2 separate regions of the Mus musculus genome follow, and region 2 is linked to region 1. Evidence: chromatin contacts called from public Hi-C data. All regions are on one chromosome and are shown on one strand. The core of a region is the stretch at or near the end of the contact, and the rest is flanking DNA. Distances in the headings are between cores, read along the strand shown. Region 1 overlaps Gm10069 (predicted gene 10069). Region 2 has its middle 25 kb from the start of Klrb1.

Region 1 (4,342 bases), core at 485-2,984:
GGTGGTATCAACTCAGGTCGTAGACAGCTGAATCACATCAATTTGCCCAATCCTGACTTTCTCATTTAGAGACTGTTCTGGAGAGTTCCACAATTGCGGTGTTTTTCTAAGAGAATCTGGGTGGTGCTCTAGGGCCCCACACAGTGACTGGAAGCTGAGGAACTATAGCCAGACCTCAGGTGGAAAGTGGGTCCTGCTTTAGCCTGGGCGTGCTTTGCCATCATGAGGACCCTGTTAGCAGAAGAGTGGGATACTCAGATGACAACTGACAGAGAAGGGTACACCCTAAGACCCCTCCTTTCTCCACTCCCTGTGGCCTTGGAGGAGCCTGAAGGAGGAGCAGTGCATACAGAAACCAGGAGAGAGGCTGTGTACTGTATCCGAGAATCTTGGAGTGGGTAACGGGCAGTACTGCCTTCAAATCATGGACACCTGAGAGCTAGGAAGAAATGAATCCCATTGTGGTCTGGGAAGAGATTCGGATGTCGGTGTCAGGCTTGCCACACTTCATGGTCTTCAGAAGCCAAGCTGAGTCCCAGGCACATGCTGGCCTCAAGAATGCCTTTTCGTAACAGTTATCAGCTGTCACCTCCCATCTCGAACTGAGGGTACAGAGTGTGGCACGGCAAAGTTCATTCCAGATCCTCTGTGTTCACAAACTGACATGTCAACTTTTCCGTGCTGTTCAGTGTCTGAAAACAAGCTGACTCAGTGGAGTCCCCTACAGAGAGCGGACCACAGAGGAAACCTGTTCAAATGCCCTACAGTACTTGTCTGAGCCAACATAAAGAAGGCAAGTACTGAAAATAAAGATAATTATTGCCTTCAAATCCCAGACAGCTCTGCGACAAGGCTGGGAGTACGTCCCCACCATGGTGCCATATTTGACTATGCCATCTTTGAGATCCCACTTGGGAGACCACAGTGCCTAGGGTGATCCAGGCCAGTCTCATCCAGGCTCTATTTACACAGCTGCCTCCTTCCGCAGATCTCTCTTCTCTGCTGTGAAGTCTGATAAATCAGAGACAGTCTCTCTAATAAAGACAAACCCAATAGTTCAACAGCTACTAGGGGCCTGCATGTCTAAAGGAGAGTGGGAGGTGGGGGGGAAGAAGAGGACATGGTCACCAGCATGTGTTGCCACAGCCAGTGACAAAGGCTCTTCTTTTTTGCTCTTTTTTTTTTTTAAAGATTCATTTTATTTATATGAGTACACTGTAGAAGAGGGCATCGGATCTCATTACAGATGGTTGTGAGCCACCATGTGGTTGCTGGGAATTGAACTCAGGACCTTTGAAAGAGCAGTCAGTGCCCTTAACTGCTGAGCCATCTCTCCAGCCCCGACAAAGGCTCTTCTGTCCTGCAGTTGCTAGGACAACTAGCCTCTGCCATTGAGTTTCCATTTAAAGGGATGATGGGTTCACTGGTGTCTGTCATGCAGGATGCCAGAAACACACAGCAGGAGTCTGCTCCTCCTGGCACCGTGCAGTGCTAGCCCTCGTGGGCATTGGCCCGCTGCGGCCCGCTGTGGCCCGCTGTAAGCCTTGCCATCCCTGGAGCCCTGCAGACCTGTAGATAAGACGGGGGCTAAAACTTTGAGGAGACCCTTCCTCACACCGTGTCCCATCGTTTGCCTGTCTGCTGGGGGGGAGGGGCTGGGGAGGGGTGGTTCCTGAAGGAACCGCAAACCAAGAAACGTCCTCCCAGGTGCACCCCTGCTGTGGGCCTTTCCTGTCATCCACGCGGGCAGCCAGCAGGGGGGGCAAGAGCCATTCTGTTTTCCTATCCCTGACTCCCTCCCCCTCGACCTAGAGGAAATCAGCCGCAAGGGGGAGCTAGAGGGAGACGGCTGTCCTCAGCACAGAGTCTTTGCAGGAGATTCAATTCATATCGGAAACACAGAGCCCTGACAAATTTATAATAGACCAGTTCCTTCCTCCTTCCCTGACTTCTCAGCCCGGAGCTGATCTTCATTTCACCGAATGTCTAGATTATCTCACTTTCTCCTTAAGGAAGCTGGTAGTGGGAGAGAGGGAGGGAGGAAGAGGGGGGTCAGGGGCAGGAGGAAGACCTACTCTCTGGAATTCGTTGCAAAAAATGTGAATGAAAGCCGGGCGTGGTGGCACACGCCTTTAATCCCAGCACAGTGGGAGAGAGGGAGGGAGGAAGAGGGGGAGGCAGAGGCAGGAGGATTTCTGAGTTCGAGGACTGCCTGGTCTACAAAGTGAGTTCCAGGACAGCCAGGGCTATACAGAGAAACCCTGTCTCGAAAAACAAAAACAAACAAACAAAAAAAAAAAAAGTGTGAATGACGCTTAAGGATGAAGAGGGAGGTTTCAATTTGATAGCTGTAGCGGTACGTAGGGTGCTGGGGCATTCCCCGGGATCTTCTCTCTGTATTCATGCGTTTGTTTAAAATGTCTTTGCTAGAATTAAAAAGCAGTAACCCAAGTCCTCAGGACCCGGTGAAGTATTGTCTGTGCTGAGGTACCATGGATGCAGGCTACAGCTTCAAATAAAACCTCCAGTGAACGAGCTCTGTAGCATTAAACAAGACGTCTTTTTCAGTACCCAGTCCCTCCTCTGCCCTGCTTTAAACCCTCTAACCTACACTCCGGGCAAAAATGGGTGAGAATCACGTTAGTATGTGGCTGCTTCAGTTACATGCATGGGCTGGGGGGGGTGGGGGGGGGCAGGGGGCTTGGTACACTGATGGTGTGCAAAGGAAGGGACAGTCACTGAAGACTCTGCCTCTCACCTGAGACAGGACAGTGGCGACCCAAAGTCAAGGAGAGATTCTCAGACATGACTTGAAGAAAGACTTCCCCCTTCCCCACCCCAGAAATCACTACTCAGCCACCCTCTGCTTCAGCTGGGTGAAGACCCTGGGAATTTCCTGTCACCCTGAAGCCTCAAGTGGAGTCACCTGAGGCCAGTGAGTCCGATGGCCTAGGCCCCTCAACTGTCCACCACCCATTGGCCAATTACACAGTTTTGTATCTGACTTTGTTTTTACGGTTTTTATTTGTCTGTTTGTTTTTGTATTCTTTGTTCTAAACACGATTCCTCCAAATTGAGTTAGCATCACTTCCTCAAAACACTACTGTTTAGCTTTAGGGTGGGAAAGGAAAAGAGGTTCAACCAGTGTTTTAACAGCAGCAACAGGGCCTCAGGTGGCACAGCGGGGTCTCTGAGGTACCTCAAAGCAAGCAGAGCAGGGTGTCTGCTGTTTAAGGTTTCAGACAGAAGGGAAGAAAAGTAGGCTTAGTTAATATGTGGCCTATGCTGCATGGCCAAGGTAGGGGAATAGGTCATACTTGGGTTAAATGACAGGGGTCGTCGATCTGTCTGGGTAAGGGGGTGAGGCCTAGTTAATGTGTGAGCCATTTCCGGGACAGTAGTCAGGCAGATCCTGCCACTCATCCCTGTGTAGCGGGGTGGGGGAACCTCCGTGTGTCCTTGCTCTCTTTGTAATCTTCTCTGCTTATGGCCTGGTAAACTGGAAGACTTGGGGTCTCAAGTCAGGAAGCAGTCGGCTTCCGGCTGAATTAGGGCGTCATTGGGTTAGAAGGTCTCCTTGTTTGGTAGTGGGTAGTCAGGAGACAGTCCTTGGGTCAGAGACACCATGGTATTTGAATTCCCGTACCAGGAGGACACAGGGGGACATTGTCAACTTGTGAAACCATTTGGAGTTGGATTTGTTGAATTCTGGAATAAATGAACAAGGATAATTACAGGAGTTACCAACTAAACCGGCACATCAACGGAAGCAGCAGGAAGCAACACCCAAGACTTTACTCAGCTTCCAAAAAGATACATTTGTTACTCTGTTGGACTTTTTCTGATTTGTTCAAAACAAGGAGGCAGGCTGCTTCTGAGATGGGTTAGAGGAGTTCATGGGAAGGCAAAAAAAGAGTAAAGGTCGTTTTTTAGTAGGGTTTTCAACATTGTCTGTAAAGTTAATCTCTATCAGAAACAAAGAAGCTTTTGAGTTCACACCAGGAAATCAGATTAGTCGGGATTAGCAGTTGGAGTCTTGAGTGACCTACACCAACAGGCAGAGGACCAGAAAAACTAGTTTCCTGCAGTCCTCTGTAAGGAGTTTGCCAAAGCTCAACGTCATTGTTATTCCCCAGAAGTTACTGAAAACAAGCTCTTAACGATGGTGAGGTGGCTCAGCAGGTTAAGAGCACTGCTCTTCCAGAGGTCCTGAGTTCAATTCCCAGCAACCACATGGTGGCTCACACCCATCTGTAGTGGGATCCCGTGCACTCTTCTGGTGTGTGAGGACAGTTACAGTGTACTCATTATAAATGAAATAGATACATCTTTAAATCTGTAT
Region 2 (4,520 bases), core at 1,488-3,987, 270 kb before region 1:
CATATGAGAAAGTTTCCTTATAATGGCAGGCTGGCTAGGAACAGTTACCTAGGCCTTAATATTTTACCTAGGTCTTCACATTCCATCTAGGCCTTAATATTTTTCCTAAGCCTTAACAGAGGGATTTGAAGAAGAGTGAATTCCAGGGCTGTGTCTCGTTCTTTTCCCGATCTGTGATCTTTGTTTTTGATAACAGAATTATAGACCTATTTGTTACAGAAATAAACAAAATTGATGTTCATAGACTCCAGACAGATGCTAATAGGCCTATTAGTACTCCAGTGGTTAAAGTGTCTACTGACCATAATTACAAGAGCCTGCTTCTTTGGAGACCTTTGTGGTTGGTATTTCCTGTGCACAAAGACAACGGGAAGGTCTATAGTGATAAAAAACTACATGGAATTCATAGCGAAACAGACAGGTTGATCAAAGGAATAGAATCAATGTCCCAGAAATAAACCCACATAACTATAGACACTTGATTTTTGACAAAGAAGGCCAAATCATATAATGGAAAAATGAAACTATCATCAAAAGATGGTTTGGGTCTAACTGGATATGTGCATGTAGAAGAATCCAAATAGATCCATATCTATTACCCTGCACAATGCTCAAGTTCACATATATCAAGGACCTCAACATAAAACCAGATACACTGAATCTAATAGAAGAGGAAGTGGGAAATAGCCTTGAACTCATTGTCACAGGAGACAGTTTCCTGAACAGAACTCCAATGGCCCAGGCTCTATGATCAGCAATTGATAAATGGGACCTCATGAAACTAAAAAGCTTCTATAAGATAAAGGACAATATCAATAAGACAAAATGGCAACCTACAGATTGGGAAATTATCTTTACCTACCCTTCATTCAACAGAGGGCTAATATCTAATATATATATATAATTCAAGAAGTTAGACTCCAGAAAACCAAATAACCCAATTAAAAAATGGAAAACAGAGAATTCACAACAGAGGAACCTTGAATGGCTGAGAAGTGCTTAAAGAAATGTTCTGCAGGGCAGTGGTGGTGCATGCCTTTAATCCCAGCACTGGGAGGCAGAGGCAGGCAGATTTCTGAGTTTGAGGCCAGCCTGCTCTACAGAGCGAGTTCTAGGACAGCCAGGGCTACAAAGGATAAACCCTGTCTCAGAAAGAAAGAAAGAAAGAAAGAAAGAAAGAAAGAAAGAAAGAAAGAAAGAAAGAAAGAAAGAAAGGAAGGAAGGAAGGAAGAAAGGAAGAAAGAAAGGAAGAGAGAGAGAGAGTAAGGAAGGAAGGAAGGAAGGAAGGAAGGAAGAAAGAGAGAGAGAGAGAGAGAAAGAAAGAAAGAAAGAAAGAAAGAAAGAAAGAAAGAAAGAAAGGAAGGAAGGAAGGAAGGAAGAAAGGAAGAAAGAAAGAAAGAAAGAAAGAAAGAAAGAAAGAAAGAAAGAAAGAAAGAAAGAAAGAAAGAAAGGAAGAGAGAGAGAAAGAGTAAGGAAGGAAGGAAGGAAGAAAGAAAGAAAGAGAGAGAGAGAGAGAGAGAGAAAGGAAGAAAGAAAGAAAGAAAGAAAGAAAGAAAGAAAGAAATGTTCAAAGTTTTTAGTCATCAGAGAATTGCAAATCAAAACAACCCTGAGAGTCCACTTACACCAATCAGAATGGCTAAGATCAAAAACTAATGTGACAGCACATGCCGGTGAGAATGTAGAGCACTCTTCCATTGCTGGTGAGAGTGCAAACTGGTATAGCCACTCTGGAAACCAATCTGGCAGTTTTTCAGAAAATTGGAAATAGATTCACCTGAAGACCCAGCTGGGCACGTACCCAAAAGATGCTCCACCATGGCGCCAGGGCACATGCTTCACTATGTTCATAGCAGCTTTATTTGTAATAATCAGAAACTGTAAGCAACATAGATGTCCCTCAAACAAAGAATGGATACAAAAAATGTGGTTCATTTACACAATGGAATAATATTCAGCTGTTAAAAACAAGAACATTATGAATGATGCAGGCAAATGGATGGAACAAGAAAATATTATCCTATGTGAAGGAACCCAGATCTAAAAGGGTATGCATGGTATGTGTTCAATGATAAGTGGATATTAGCCACAAAGTACAGACTACCCATGAGGCACCCCACAGACCCAAAGAAGTTAAATAAGAAGGAAGGTCCAAGTGAGGATGCTTGAATCCCACTTAGAAGGGGGAACAAAATAGTCATGGGAGGGAGAGGAAGGGAAAGAGAGGGGAGTGGGTATGGGGCAGTATTTGTGATATTAATTAATTAATTAATTAATAATTTAAAAAGGATTTAACTCAAAATAACTTTAAAAAGTCATGATACTGAGCAGATTTAGTAGTCCCCTTCCTCCACAATAATGCATATGGAGTAAGGACCACTGAGAGTCACTCTCAGACAAGCTAAAATGCCTGGAAGAAGCAGAAACCAGCAGTACTGCCTAGAAGATCACAGACCAACTGAGACCCCAAGAAAGGACACAGTGATGATTTTAATGAGAATGGCTCTCGTTGACTGCCGCAGACCCTCTGGGTCCCTTTGTCTGTGTGGACAGTTCTCTGGGTGCAGATGGTCAAGGAGTCGGTGGGTGACAGACAGACCAACATGCGAGATTGTGTAGAATCTGAATGTATTTTGTCAGGTTGAGCACCAAACTTTTTATATCAAAGAATAATAAGAAATAAGGCAGATACAATCCACCAAGTTACAGTGATGCAATACAAAAGGAACGTATACATCACAAGAAGGAGGGGACCAGGCCACTGCCACTATGAAGGGATCCAGGTGTAAAGCTAGTCTATTGTTAAGCCCACCACCAGGGGTTCTGCACTAGCAGACCTTTTCATGAATACTGCAATACCCCAAACCCCCTATCCTGGGTCTACAGAAGAATTCACCAACTTGCTTCTAATATGAAGCTTGCTATACCTGGCTGTAGAGAAGATCTCTGTCTCAGTGGGATTCCCTAGCTATATTATGGTATTCCCTTGTTTGGGTGAGATTTGCTACTGTCCTTAGTAAATACTTTGCAGACCAGCTCTGAGCTGTTGGCCCCGTCTTTTGTAATGCTTAATTAGTTACTGAATAGGTAACTTCCTTACTGCATTCCTGCCGGATTCCAAGCTCTTCCGGTTTCTGGGACCTTGGAACACTGGTGGGAGCTTACGTATGTCAGAATTCAATCTTAAAAGACACTTATAATAAGATAATGCTAAAAGAGATCACGTGGATCCATAAACCAGACTAACTCGGGGATAGGGTATGAATATACGGGTTAATGAGATCGCCAAAGCTCCAGGAGGTGAGTTTCCGTGAAACTCTTTGCCTCGTGAGTGCTTCCAGGCTTCTCAGCCTGCCAAGCAGACTTCCCTGGAGTGTCTGTGACATTTCCCAGTGTGTGTGGCAGTTGACTCATATATTTCAATGCTTAGTCCACTATGGGTGAAGTTGTTTGCGGAGAATTAATAGGTGTGGCCTGGTTGGAGGAGTTGTGTCACTGGAGTTGGGTTTCCAAAAGCCCACACAATCCCTAGTCAGCTCTGTTTTTGCCTCATGGTTGTCTTAACTCTTAAGCTCTCAGCTACTGCTCCAACATCATACTTCCCTGCCTGCTGCCACGCTCCTCACCATGATGGTCATTGATGGACTCAATCATCTGAATTTTAAAGCAAGCTTGCAATAAACTCTTCTATAAGTTGCCTTGGTCATGGTGTCTCTTCACAGCAAAAGAAAAGTAACTAAGATAGGCACTCTTTTACCCAGGGTTACTCAACATACCTGTTTCAGTATGTTCCAAAGTTCTAGCTTTTGTGAATTGCCACTCATGTTGGAATGAACTTTGATGATTCCATCCTCATGTCATTTCTGGTCTTGTATGAAACCCCTCAACCCTCACCCAAATTCCTAACCACCTGTATCTATATCATACCATCAACAATCATGTTACTGATGGCCCTGAGCAGGTTGTATTCCCCTTCAAAAGTGTTTCCTGTGTAACACTCAAAATAAGAGCTTATTCCAGGTTAAAAAAAAATGACACATAAAATATTGACTTTATAACTGGTTTCTTTCATAAATAACTTAAATAAGTGATACATTTAGAATGACTAAAGTATACTAAATGCATTTTGTGTGCATAGTCCATTTTGTATTTTGCTGAAACTACCTAAAGTTAACAATGTTATCCTTAAAACTGAGCATGTCAGAGACTGGCCAGCTCTGGATCAGAGACCTGTTCATCTTACTGCAAATACCACTACACTGTCTATAAACCATTGTTGTGTCTGTGTGATAAGGAGTCTCGCCGGCGAGGACACACACACAGGGCACACTCGGATCCTTCTGCAGCAAAGCTTTAATGCATCTCGAGAGAAAGATGATCAGCTTCTGGGGAGGAGACCCAGAACACAGGAAACTCGGTCCTTAAGTAGGCCACAAGAGCGGATGGAGACGTTTTTCACCCTGACTGGTTGCTCACCATCAGCCCAGATGATGCCACGGGACAGGCAGGGCACAAGGAAT

Evidence for each region. Hi-C and Micro-C count contacts between places; a contact is called where the count stands out from the background.
Region 2: a contact with region 1 is called in a Hi-C map of embryonic stem cells, with 4 times the contacts expected there. The contact joins two enhancer-like sites. A contact is called at or near these places in 6 of 484 Hi-C or Micro-C datasets (cortical neurons and embryonic stem cells) and 1 of 115 datasets of contacts at active chromatin or transcription factors (embryonic stem cells).

Annotation. Positions count from the first base shown.
Region 1 is chr6:128,477,408-128,481,749 of GRCm38.p6, reverse strand. The region is part of intron 2 of Gm10069 (predicted gene 10069); the gene reads right to left. Among named protein-coding and RNA genes, the nearest start is that of Gm10069, 41 kb to the right of the region's middle. Within about 2 kb of position 1,734, at least 73 of the 459 cell types and tissues checked have an H3K27ac peak or open chromatin away from gene starts, as enhancers often do. A contact at or near this core is called in embryonic stem cells, where this site is marked.
Region 2 is chr6:128,745,753-128,750,272 of GRCm38.p6, reverse strand. No RefSeq gene overlaps it. Among named protein-coding and RNA genes, the nearest start is that of Klrb1, 25 kb to the right of the region's middle. Within about 2 kb of position 2,737, at least 7 of the 459 cell types and tissues checked have an H3K27ac peak or open chromatin away from gene starts, as enhancers often do. A contact at or near this core is called in embryonic stem cells, where this site is marked.